Regions from separate parts of the Anas platyrhynchos genome. Here region 2 is linked to region 1. The links are chromatin contacts, called in public Hi-C maps. All regions are on one chromosome and are shown on one strand. Each heading gives the region's core, a stretch centred on a gene start, on an enhancer-like site or on the middle of the called end of the contact. The rest is flanking DNA. Distances are from core to core; before and after follow the strand shown. Region 1 overlaps LOC110352479 (a long non-coding RNA gene). Region 2 overlaps LOC106016697 (a long non-coding RNA gene).

Region 1 (6,807 bases), core at 2,398-4,897:
AATAAGTAACGGAACTGGGGGTGACAGGAGGCTGTAGCATAGGAGCACTGAACTGATCTCAGAAAGTGTAAGGCAGGAAGGCAGTGTATATTTTTGAATTGGAAAATTCACTACTACCCTTTTCTAGAATGCAGTCCTTGGTTTGTCAGATCATTATAGCAGAGAATAAACCCAAGGGGGCAGAGGCTGTTATTCCAGGCCAGGTAGCAGGAATAGTAAATGCTAATTGATTAAAAGGCACTGTGGAGCTGAAGAAGACGAGAAGGATGGAGGGATGAAAAGGCACACCTTGCTGATGGTATGCACGTCATTCTCTGGAAAATTCAAATAAGGGAGCAACACAAATCCAAATAACTTACTGAGCAATAGTATCTCATATTCCAAAATAGCTCAGTAAATTAAGACACTGAATTTTTTTTTCATTATTCTAGAAGAAGGAAAATTATATTCTCTGGGTTGGATTGTAAAGCAGGCACTACAGCCAGCCTGCAGGCCAGGTCTGGCCCACAAGACAGTTCCCACTGCCTACCAGGGATGAGGCAATGTGCACCTTTTTACTATCCACTTCCCAGCTGGTGCCAGTCAGCCTATTTATGTCTCCTGACTGCTGGCTGGCCTAGTAGAAAGGTCTGACACATACTGGCCCTGCCAGGGTACTTGTATCTCCTGGTTGGCCACTTCTCTCTGCTTCTTCTTCCGTCTTATCCCTCCTGGGCTACATAACACATACTGTCTCACAGCCCACGCTAACCAGAGAAAGGGGAGAGAGAAGACATTTGAGGGAATGAATGAATTTGCAAGGGCAGCAGGAGATGTTTGGATGAGCATTAGGAAGTAGAAGTCATTAGCAGTCTCTGAGCTCATTTGAATTGTAGCCTTCTGCAATAAAAGTTCATTTAAGAGGAAAAGGTAAAAAACATTTCCCGTTCCATAAAGATTTGTTCACCTCTGTAATGTGGCCAATTTGGTCACATAACTTGTGTTACAGGGTAGTCAGTTAACACCATCCACACAAACAGGAGCTCTTCAGAAAAGCATGCAGACCATCAGAGGTACTGTATGACACTAAAGAACAAGGGAAATAAGATATTTTAACTAGTTCTTTTTCAGACATGTGAAAGGCATTGCTTTTGAGCAATTCCAAAGAGAGAGGTCAAATATCTTACAGTATAAATTCTGCCTGGTTCCAGGTGAAGCGAGTGTAACTGTGGCAATGCAAAGAACCTGAAACATGGATCGCTGTTTGGTTTTCTCTTTAGAAGAAGAAAATGAGGCTGGCATCCCCATTCTCAGAGCTGAAGGAAAGTTGAGCCAGATCTTTCAGGAGCAGCAAGCCTGTCAAAAGAGTTCAAACTATACCTGGAAGGACTTACAAACAGCAAATTCATAAGGCAGGTCCAGCTACCTGGTAGCACGGCACTCTTGAGTTTGTTTTGTTTTTGTTTGGGGGGCTGGGGTTTGCTTTTTGATTTTGGATTGTTTTTTGTTTGTTTTGACTGTTGGTTTGCAGGTGGAGTTTTGTTTCCTTGTTTTACAACACATTCTTTTATTTGTGGCATAAGCACAGAGGTGTATTTTTTAGCAAATAAAGGTGTGACATCACAGTAGTCCTGGCTGAGTGTGCAAGGCATGTTCCCTCTAGCACAGAGATTCCCAAAAGAGATCTGCAATCCTCATGACAGTGCCTTGGTAAGTCTCTGAGTGGTCAGAAGCTAGTGTTGACCAACCTGGGAGACTTCAATGCCTTCTCCAGGCCCCAGCTCATTTTACACCTGTACATTAACCCCCAAAAACTTCTGCACCAAGTGCATTGGCAGGCCTAGGCACTATTCCAGCATATTACCTTTAGCATTTATTTCAGCTGCTGGAAGAACAAAAGGACCAGACATCTGCCTTCATAAACAGCCTCACGAGCTCTGGAGCAAAGGAGAGAGGGAATGGGGAAGCCTCTGGGTATTGGACAGCAGTAAACTTTTACTACAATCTTCCCAGCTATCAAATAGCCCTCCAGAAACAAAACCTCGGGAACCCCTATTTTAATACACTTTGCTCCTTCCAGAGGAAAAAGTTCACTGATTCAGGAAGCAGCACTCATGGGGGTGTTTCCTGCCAGAGAAAAACAAAGAGGAGCCAGCAGTGGGCGAGGAACTGCCTCTGTGCCGTTGCCTGAAATAAGTACATGTTTCCATGCTCGTGCTTACATCCCTCTGCCAGGGACTCTGCTGGCTGAGGCTAATGCACCTAGACGGAGAGGTCACATAGTACAGCCTTCCATCAGTTAGCCAAATGCATTTTACAGCATTTAAGCCCAGCTATTATTTAATATCTGCTGCCAGGAGCCACCTTGTCTGTGCTGACATCATCCAGTCAGTTTTTTTACACTTTCTTACAGAAACTATGACACACTCCAGCACGAATGGACACTTAATGCCAAGAAACAGACAGTATAACTCAGGCCCCCAGATGGGTTTGAATAATTTATTTCTCGTTCAAGCTTCATTTTTACAACTTTTGGAAGAATATTTTAGAGACCAAAACTTCCATATGCATATTTTCTTTTCACAAATCACTGAACTTTTGAGAACATATTAAATAATTCCAAGGTAAAAAATCAAATATTTCAGAACATGTTTCCATTATAGTACAATCAAAGTGTTTGATCATGATAGGCTTTCCTGCAGTAATTATCCTGTTTAAACACTATCCTGTCATATTTTTGTGACAGTGCCTTAGATATATAGTAAGAACCACATCAAAAATATTGTTAAGAACCAAAATCAATCCCATTCATACACTGGCAAAGAAATATATATATATATATTCCGGCAATTTACTATGACAATGCTTAAATCAAGGAAAACAGCTCAATAGCAGAAGCCAGTTGGGAATATAGCTTATTTTGTCAAAAGCTATATATAATTTTACCAGTAAGTCAGAGCCATCTGGAACCTGGAAAATTGCATAACAAAATTATGGCTGAGCTGATGATCTTAATTTTCCAAACAGGACATCAAAGATCCATTGCCACTTGGTACCATTCCACCTACTTCCTGAGAATAAATGCAGAGATATGCATCAATTAAACACTGCAAAATGCTGGTTACATCCTACACCCAAATTTTATTGAATTCTTCCATTTAATTTAACAGAAGGATTCATCATCATCATAGCACATAGACATGGGATAGACATGGGAGCTCAAGGAAAAAAAAAAAAAAAGCAAAAAAAAAAAAAAAAGCATATTTTCATGTCACAGCAGAAAACCAAGAAAGAAAGTTCAGAAGACTAGTTTTTTGGTTTTGTTCTTTTCTGGACTTCTTCTTCTGATTGTGATCTTCCAAACCCACAGATATCCAGGGAAAGATTCACATGGAACATGCTGGATTTTGGACCCACATCTAAGTAAGTTTACTGGGGTAGGAAGCTTCTCTGTTTTCAGTAAAAAACAAGAAACCTGCTGGGGGAGAAGCAGGTAGGGAAGAGGCAAGTCCAGGAATGGATCATGGGAAATAGAGGGGAAAAAAAAGCTTATGGGCAAACTTCCAGCTACCAATGGCAATATAAGAGCTAGCAGTAGCCTCTGGGTATGACAGACTACTCTGACCTGCCACAGCAGTATCAGTGGTATCTTCTCCTACCATTTATCATGCGTCTTTTCTTAGGAACTGCTTCCCACATCATTTTCTGAGTCAGCAACATAACCTTTCTGCTCCATATCATCCAACAAGAATGTAAAGGAGGAAAAGTGCCAGCAGCTGTACTGCTTTCCAGCTAGAGGGTAAAGGTCCTTTGAAAATGTGAATTTGTTTACACAGCAACACACAATTGTTGCCAAAAGTCCACACTGACTTCAGCGGAGCTGGATATGTTGTGTCGTAAATGCAGAGTATTTCTAAAGAAACATCATTTTCTTTCTGCATCATTTTCCTATCCTAACTCCATAGACCTTTAATTCAAAATAATTAAATGCATAAATGAATTTAAAAAACAACAGTGGCAACAACAAACGAATAACTCTCCAAACCAGAAGGCATTATTTAGTGATAATATAAATAATAATCTGAGGCAAGGATGGACTTTCATGCCTCTTTTGCAATTGCTAGCCTCAACAAAACTGAATTTTCTTTCTTCATGTCTGAAATTGACCCTGGATTTCTAATAATTCAAAACCAGAGAGTCTCTTTAAAATTCAGATCTCATTTTGTTTAAAAATCATTTATTATAACAGTTTCACACATATTGTTTCTTCTCCTATGCTGGACAAAGACTAGAAAACATTGTCAAGTGTTTTCAGTTAACTATTTTTTTATAATGAAGTCATAATTTTAATGATTTTATAAACTGGATGCTAGTAGTAATTTTCCTCTCTTCATATATGTTTGGATGTGTAAGTAAGTAATGTTTTTTCCTGTGTTGTGGTTCTATTTGTCATAAATGGAAGGAGTGATTTTTCCTGCCCAAGAAAATGTCTATATCTGGGTCAGGATTTTAATGAATTTGTACATTCTTTATAAAAGTTTTGCAAAATTAATAAAACTAACTTTTCCAAAAGGTCATAAGACCATTTTTATTGCAAATACAAACAGTTATTTTTCACTAACTGCCAAGCTTTGTTACTGCAAGTAACTCCTCTCAGAAGAGGGAAAAAAGGGAGAATTAATAGGCCTCCAAAACAATAAAGTGGATATCTGAAATCTAATGACAAGAGTTCTCGTACCTTTGTCAGGGTTATCTGCTCAAAAACCTAGTGACCTAGATTTTTATTCATGAGGTCAATGTCTATAGCGCTGTTTTATTTTATGCTAAAGTTCCAACATCAGGTCCAAGTCTTGCTGTCCAGGTCCAAGTCTTGCTGTATACCCTTTTTTATCTTCAGTAGACAGAAACTGGCATTGTCAGAAAGCAATTTATTTCATTGTCATAGACACCTACTTTAGAGAACAAAAATCACCTTTCTTTGGTGCTTCTTATCTCTGTCCAATGGCTGCACAGGCACCTAAGGACAACCAGATTGAACCCGAGCAATGGGCTTCTTAAAACCCAGGGTTAGGTGGTAAGATTCCCATTGTATGCCTTTTATGCCAGTTTCTCCATACTGGAGGTAGATAATCCCCATGCAGTGTTAGGTTAGGTTGAAGCTTTTCTACTACTTTGCTCAGAAAGACTGAAACGGAGAGTGAAGCCGTATTGATATAGCATGGCTATCACAAAAGCCTCAAGAGAATGAAGGGAAGTCATCACTGCTACAGCATGGTGATATCTTCAGTGTCACAAATGGTTTCAGCTGGAGATTTGACCTGTTAAATAGCAATGATTTAGTGTTGCTTCTCTTGGCACCAGCTCCGTCTTCTGGACAAGGACATGACAACAGGCCAGCAGTTCAAGTAAGGTGATCTTCCCCCTCTACTCAGCCCTGGTGAGGCTGCATCTGGGATACTGTCTCCAGTTCTCAGCTCCTCTCTACAAGAGAGACATGGAGCTCTTGGAGAGAGTTCAGAAAAGGGTTATGAAGATGATTAGGGGACTGGAGCAGTAAAAACAATGTCTTAGCTCCCCCAGCTCTGTCACTCTTTGTTGTAGGCACCAAAACTGACCATATGACTGGCTGCAAGGAAATCATACCTCTAGATAACTGCCAAGATCTGACAAAATGTTTACCATAAGATCTAGCCTAAACAATGAAAGGTATTTACATTCTTGCCTTATGCAAAAGAAGCATATACAAATACTGTAAATTGCAATTTATATTGTATTACCCTGAGTTGTATTTTATTATCCTTTGCATAGTGCACGTGTTTACGTGCACATAGAGAAGATAAAAACTGAAGAGAGAGATAGTGAGAGAGCAAAACACAGCCTGTTAGAGTGGTGATAATCTGTGGAATCCATTGCTTAAAGTTATTAGAGATTCCGAATCTGTTTCTCGTTTGAAGTCTTATTTGAAGTTTAATGTTTTGGATATACACTTTTCTAAATATATGTCTGTTTGTACTTGCTTCCAAGGTTACCTGTATTTTATTTTTAAAAATAGATTAACATTAAATATTTGCAGTCTGATCTAAAAGTCACTGAAATTAATGGAAAACCTCTCAATTACTTCATTGGTTTTTGAATCACATCTTTAGAGAAGTTTCTCCTTACAACCTGTGTTTCTTAGGCCCTTATGGAGAGTGATATTAGTGCACTCAGAATAATTTGTGGTAGCTGCATATCTGATTCTATGTCAGGTACACTGAGTTTTTCCAAAATCTGAATCATTGTAATTGCTTTATGAGCATTTCAGCTATACAATATTTTGCAAAACACAAGTGTTAACCAATAGATACAAAATTCACCAAGAAAGACTACGTTCCAAACTGTAAGGTAACCTTGTGGATACCCCATTGAATTGATTACTGCAGCTTAACAGGGCTATCTTTTCACCTGTGGAAGAACGTAGAGAATGAACTAACAACCTGTCCCAATTACCAATATAGATATAACTTTGGTTGCTCTGTAGCTTTGATTTCACCAGTAATGCTATATTGAAACTACTCTTACAGTATGTATATCTGTGTGGTAGAAAGAAAAAGGCAAAAACAAAAGAATTGCATTTTATCTTTAATCTTGACAGTTCAAAAATCTACATTAAATTTTCATCTCTTTTAAAATGTGATAGTGCGTGCTGTTCTTTTTCTAAAGACAAATACCTGGAACTTTGATAGGCAGCTTAGCTGTTCATACAACTTAAGAGCAATGACATAAAGAACACTGATTTGCATTTTTTAATTTCATAAACAAAAGCATTCTGGAGGACTTTACATTGAT
Region 2 (6,426 bases), core at 3,043-5,542, 51 kb after region 1:
ATATCTATATTGTATCTAAGGACAATTCTAGCAAAAGAGTTAACAAAAACTCCATTACTAGAGTTTTCATCTGTATTTACTCTTATTTGGGTTTCCCTTGTTATCTTTTTGGCCATTTCTCCCAATTAAACCAGTCCTTTATCATATTGCCAGATCGCCTCCAGCTTGTTTATCTTAATCTTGAAATCATGCAGTTATTTTTTTTTTGATTACTCAACTATAGTCTCCAAGATGTGAACTGATTTTTATTGTCTGAAAGGGAGAATGTAATATGAAACAGAGAAAAAGAATCTTTTTAAACCATGTATTAAGGAAATCCTCATTGAAAATACAAAATATATATACATGTTTTTCTCCCATTTTGTTGCCAGCTAAAATTGACTATACCTAAATGCATTTTGTTCTAGTCACAGCCTAGTGCAATTTGTGGCATTTCATTCAAACAAATTGATAGATTCCAGAGAAGATCTGCAAAAGACTATAAAGTGAACTATATTTATTTATTTATTTATTTATTTATTTATTTATTTATTTATTTTTCAGAAGACACACCACTAAAGAAGTTGGAGATATTTAGTCTGGAGGGGAGACATGGTAACAGTCTTCATATACGTAAGTCTGCTGCAGAAAATAAAGAAAAACTGCTCTCTGCTGTGACAGGAAAAGATGTAATTTCTAGGAAACTGCAGAAAAGATATATAAATTATGAAATCAATCTAGGAGTTTAAAAGTGTTGAACTGGATTACCTCTACAGTCAGGGAAGCTCTGTCTCTGAAGATGTAAGAACAGGTGAAATTCACCTGAGTCAAGAATGATGCTGATCTCCATGAGCCTGAGGTTAGCCAAGAAGAGGAATTAAATAAACTCTTACAGTCTCTTCCAGAATAGTCTGATAAATATAAAAACAAAGAACTGCTAAATGGAGATCTTGCCTGTGATACAGCATCCTTTATGTGCCAGCTTATGAACTCCTGTCTTTCAAACCACCTGTTCTGTACAGAGCAAGTCTAGGAGAGATAGCATAAACAAAACAGAGCTGAAGAGATTTTTCTACATTTAAAACATATTAGAGAGATTTATTCCCTTCCTTGTTGAGGAATAGAAATAAACACATTTTTTTCAAACAATGATAATAGTGATTCCTCCAAGCTTTTAACTTCTCCTTGTGAATAAATAAAGTGTCTCTTTCTATAAGACCTAATTGGAAATTTATTTCAATGGCAATGTTATCATAGTCACTTAACATGGCAGTTACAATGTTTAAATAAAGCAAACAATAGAGTTTGGGTTGTGGATTTTGGTTTGTTCTTTTTTTTTTTTTTTTAATCATGATAGAGTGTGAAAATCAGTTTTTGTTTCACTAGTTTGCTGTAGGTAAGATCGGTATGTGCACAGCTACGAAAACAAGTAACTAGAGTGCAGTATAAAAGCTGTGGAAAGTTCATGTTCTCTGTTGACCAAGTGCAAACTGCTTTTGCCTTCTTCCCTATTATTAATCATGAAATAAAAGTCATGTGAGTCTTGTTCTAATTATTATTTTTTCCAGTGGATAGAAATCTTAATTATGATAAAAGTTAGTTGTTTTTGTTTTTGTTTTTGTTTTTTAATTAATATAATATTTCTGTTCAAGAGACAAAAACAAATTCTCTAGACTTTACATTTATACATGCTGAAAATAAGTTCCTGGATTTGGGGCTACTCTGGATTTACATCTGTCTAACCGAGTGAAATGCAGTCCTTCAGTTAAAGACAAATGTTTAAGTCTTCTGTTATTGCCCAACTTAGATTCTGGTCAGTTTGTCAAATAAAAAATCACTTGGAAATTTTCATATGTTATTGCTTTCCTGTTTAACACACTCAAAATTTTTAGGCTCCTGAAGAAATTGAATAATAATCTTGAAAATTAGAAAATTCAGAGGTGTTGGTTTTTGTGTGTGCTTATGTGTAGACTTTACCATGCCAAAACATATCCTACTGAGACACAACTAATAGCTACATGGTGCAACTACAGTGTAATCAACATGATGGCTATATGCATCACAGGGTAATGTTTCTAATCAGAAATCTAAATTATAGTGCATATGTTTATGTTACCAACAGAGAAAGGGCTAGCATAAAAATACCTTTTGATGCACCACAGGTTGATAAGCTTCCCCAAGAGGGGTTAATGAGCCAGGCTTTAGTGGAGGTGGAGTGGAGCCCAGGAAAAAGTGAACCCCTCCCAACACTCATGTGTAGGAGTTCTGTATGGAAGACTATCCCAAAATAGCTAGGACACTTAGTTGGTAGCAAGAGAAATGCTGGCAGCCCTCCTGCCCCTCATGCATGTATCCCACAACCAAGTTGTCAGAGCTCTATCTTTTGCCAACCAAGAGGTGGCCTCTTCTTTCTAGCACATTAGTGACCCTATTAACAAAGCCTAGCTGGAGGCATGCTCCTCATGCTCAAGCTCCCACCAACACTGCAAGACTTCCCTGCCCTCAGCTCCCATCTCTGCCATTCGAGATTTAGACATGGCCCCTCAACTCACTCTGGAGCTGGGAAGTTTCTCGTTTCTTCAAAGGAGAACTGCTGTGAACTTCTCTAACACAGATGTTAGATAACCTCTGAAAGAGCTAAATTCAATTTGTCGAATGAGTGAATTGTGTGGTGAGTTATCTCACTATCCCACCCTTTACAACTGAGATGGATCAATCTGAATGCTGCCAAGTCTGTGATGGGACAGAATTACAGGGTCCCAAGCAAGCCTTTAGGATCTTTGGTAGAAGAGAGCTCTGGTCTATCTTTACTTGGCATCAGCTCAGTGATTCATAATGAAGCGATTCATAGCCTTTCTTTATAGTAGCAGGCTGGAAGAAATGCTGAAAAATTGAAGGTGCTGCTTTCACTGTCCCTGGAAACTGTCAACTTTATGAGTTGACCAGCACCGCTGAAATGGTGCCAATCTGTGGGGTTACAACCAGTAATTCTTTAATGCCTTCTCTTAAGAATTAGGAATTTGTTTACAAGAGACCAAGTAATCTACTCCATTACACAGTCCAGCCTCTATCAGTTATAATCTATAAATAAATCATGTACAGAAGTGTTTTTAGCTATCACACATAATGAACTCATTGAGATTTGCTGTGTCACCTTTGTCAGCCAGCATGCTGCACAGCAGGGGCTGGAGGAGAGTCTTGCATTGTCCTGACAGAGACAGCCCTGAGTATTTATGAACCTAAACATTGCACTGAAGCAGAGCTAGACTGCAGCACAGAAAGTACGCCCACAGAGCAAAATAAAACACCATGGCTAATGTGAAAGCAAGCAGCAATTATAAGACTTTTGTTCTGCTGAGGAAAAAAATGGAAAACAGACTTACTTTGGTAGCACACATAGTATAAATCCAAGAGAGCCCAAAAGAACGGCAAGATTGTAATCATTGCTTTTGCATGTGGTTTGTTACACAGGCCTACAACTACTATGTTTTACTGCTTAATATGCGGGTTTTTGATTAAACTTCTACTTATTTTCATTTGATTAAAACTTTGGAGTGGAAATGGTGTCCAAGCTAACCCAGGCGTACTTATTCTCCCCAAGCTATCACTTGCATATTCTGAACTCACACAAGTACACAGACAGCAATTTCATGCAAACAGTTTTAAAGTACGGGAATCAAGCTTAGTGCATTTTAATTGTCCTGGAATTACCATTAAATACACAGAGAACAGTTTACATCCCTCTGTCTTTCAACAACAAATTTAAAAACCTTTTAATGCTTAAACAATAGTTCTATAAAATTACTTTTAAATAATTTTATACCAGACACTTTACAGATCTTTTATGAAATTTAAATCTGGATTTTGTGTCCATCAGAGACAGGACACCAGATTCCTTCTGCAACTGCAGTTTCAGTTGTAATTCAGAACTGCTGATTCTCCTATAAATGACATCTCAAAATCAATATTTTCTAGCTTATGATACTAAAAAAAAAAAAAAAAAAAAAAAGTTCAAAGATAGTAAAGTAGATAGTAAAGTAGAGAAATGCTAATAAATATTGGAACTCTTTTACATTTTGCAAAATATGCTGTATTCCTTTCTAACCTAAGTCTTTGAAGTATTACCATTCTTCACAGTGGTAATGGGATTGGGTCAACACTGAATATTGTTAAATTCTTCATGTAGAACATTTAAATTCCAGTACTGATCAAGTTCGCTTTTCAGTTAATAATTTGCTAAGTACTGCCAGCCTACTGAAACTGTATCAGTTTGACTAAGAATGTAAGCTTATCAGTTTGACTAAGAATGTAAGCTAAGCAATCTGACACTAGTACTCAACATGAAAAGTTGTTTTGTCCTATAGCAGCATGACTTTGGCCATGTGCATGAAGCCAGTGCTATTGGATTTTACCTGTCAATGAAGACAGAAGAATCTTTTCATTAAGAAATCAAGGTTCACTAACATGATGTGACACAATGGGTCAGGGTTACCCTCTGTACTGGGTCTGGCTGGAATGTTAACTTTCCCGGCAGCAGCCCATACAGTGCCGTACTCTGTACTTGTAGCTGGAACAGCAGTGTTATCACACCAGTGTTGTGTCTACTGCTGAGCAGCAGTGGCACAGCATTGGGCCTTTCTCTAACCCTCCTAGGGGGTGGGCAAAACGTGAGAAGAGAAACATCACCAGGGCAGCTGACCTAAACCAATCAAAGGGATATTCCATTCCATGTGATGTCACACTCAGCAATAAAAGGTGGAAACAGGAAGAAGAGGGGAGGGGTGGGCTCTCGTTTGGAAGATGTCGGTCCTCCTCTCGAACACCGGCTGCGTGCGTTGAGGCCTTGCTTCAAGGACGTGGTCAATCATCGCTCATTTGTGGGAAGTAGAGAGTAATTTCTTTCCTCTGCACTTCCATATAGCTTTCATTTATTTTGTTTGTTTGTTTTCCTCCCTTCTTTTTATTTTTCCTTTTCCCCTCCCTTTTCCCCTTTCCCGTTTTATTTCCCCTTAGTTAAATTGTTTAGTTCATGGTAGTCTTTATTTAATTATTATAATTATTTCCCTTTAATTAAATTATCCTTATCTCAACCCATGAGTTGTTCTTTGCTTTACTTCTCCCCCTCCTCATCTAAAGGAGGGGGAGTGAGAGAGCGGTTGTGGGGTTTAGCTGCCCAGTACGGTAAAACAACCACACCCTTGACAAGATTTTGTAAATTTTTCACAAAGTACCATGGACGTGGACAATCTCCAGTACATATCCTTAAAAATTACATGGTGCAATCAGGACATCTCACAACTGGATGGTCTAACCTCTCAACAGTGTAGCTTTTCCAAGGTTGTCTGTGATAATGTAATGGAAGTACATGAAAGTAGAAGTGATATATCTGTAACAAAAGATAACTTGAAAGTGACAGCATGATGTAACATAGGAGAGTATCTGAAAAAAAAAGTGTCTCTAAATACTATGAGGTAGAAAAACAGACCACTTACACAGAAAATTTGCAAGATTTAAGTAGAGACAAAACAAGTGAACAGCTTAAGGCAGAAGAAAGAAAAATCTGTAACATAAAGCTGCAGTTTTATAGAATGGTTTCATAGAATGGTTTGGATTGGAAGGAAACTTAAAAATCATCTAGTTCCAACCTGCTTCCACTAGAGCAGGTTTCACAATGAAGAACAGAATCCCTGTTAAAAGTTCCTTCTTTTGGCAATACTGTTTTATTGACACTAATGCTATCAAACTTCACTTTTTTGAAAGTTTTCCCAACTTTCATTTTACTGAAATGTGAAAAAATCTTGAAAGCTGTTTGAACCAAGCCTACATCAGAAAATAAGCCCAGCATTACTGATTTTCTGTTTTTCTGTTTTTGTTTTTGGTTGTGGTTTTTTTTTTTTTTTTTTTTTTTTTTTACTTTCTTCAGTCCAGCTATGTGTCATGACATCAGCTGCAAAGCTAAAACAGAATTACCATTCTGAGGCTAAAGCCAAGCTAGATAAGATTTGTAATCAGTTTAGATGACTGGTATGTAACAATGTTGAGCCATCAATATAGAAATGTATAATGTGAATGCAGGTCATAGTATAAAGAACCCCCATGCTGAACTTTCTTCAAGTGTTTCATTCGGTGTTGTCCCACCAGTAACAAACAGATTGACTTAGCCTTCATGTTTTTACGTCGTTAGTTCATGCTGGTCAAACCCTGCTCAAGCAGAAGAGCAGTCAGAGAATCGCCTGCAGCAGTTTTGTGATGACATCCCCTGGGCTCCAGCACAAGTGAGGACTGCTACTTTCCATTTCCACGAGTAACAAGGGAGCTGGCACTGGAAACAGGAGAGTGATCCAGCAGTCTTTCTAACAGAAAAGTCCCCTGCATAAGGAGAAATATTCACCCACAATGCAGTTAGATACTCTTTGCTGCTCACTCATAAAACTTGCCTTGGGTAGA

The links. A called contact is a pair of places that touch in the nucleus more often than the background predicts.
Region 2: a Hi-C map of skeletal muscle shows a contact between it and region 1, with 2.7 times the contacts expected there. The contact joins two enhancer-like sites. A contact is called at or near these places in 2 of 8 Hi-C or Micro-C datasets (liver and skeletal muscle).

Annotation. Positions count from the first base shown.
Region 1 is chr3:88,507,009-88,513,815 of IASCAAS_PekinDuck_T2T, forward strand. All of the region lies in intron 1 of LOC110352479 (a long non-coding RNA gene), which reads right to left. Among named protein-coding and RNA genes, the nearest start is that of CD109, 180 kb to the right of the region's middle. Within about 2 kb of position 3,648, at least 1 of the 8 cell types and tissues checked has an H3K27ac peak or open chromatin away from gene starts, as enhancers often do.
Region 2 is chr3:88,557,724-88,564,149 of IASCAAS_PekinDuck_T2T, forward strand. The region is part of intron 3 of LOC106016697 (a long non-coding RNA gene); the gene reads right to left. Among named protein-coding and RNA genes, the nearest start is that of CD109, 130 kb to the right of the region's middle. Within about 2 kb of position 4,293, at least 1 of the 8 cell types and tissues checked has an H3K27ac peak or open chromatin away from gene starts, as enhancers often do.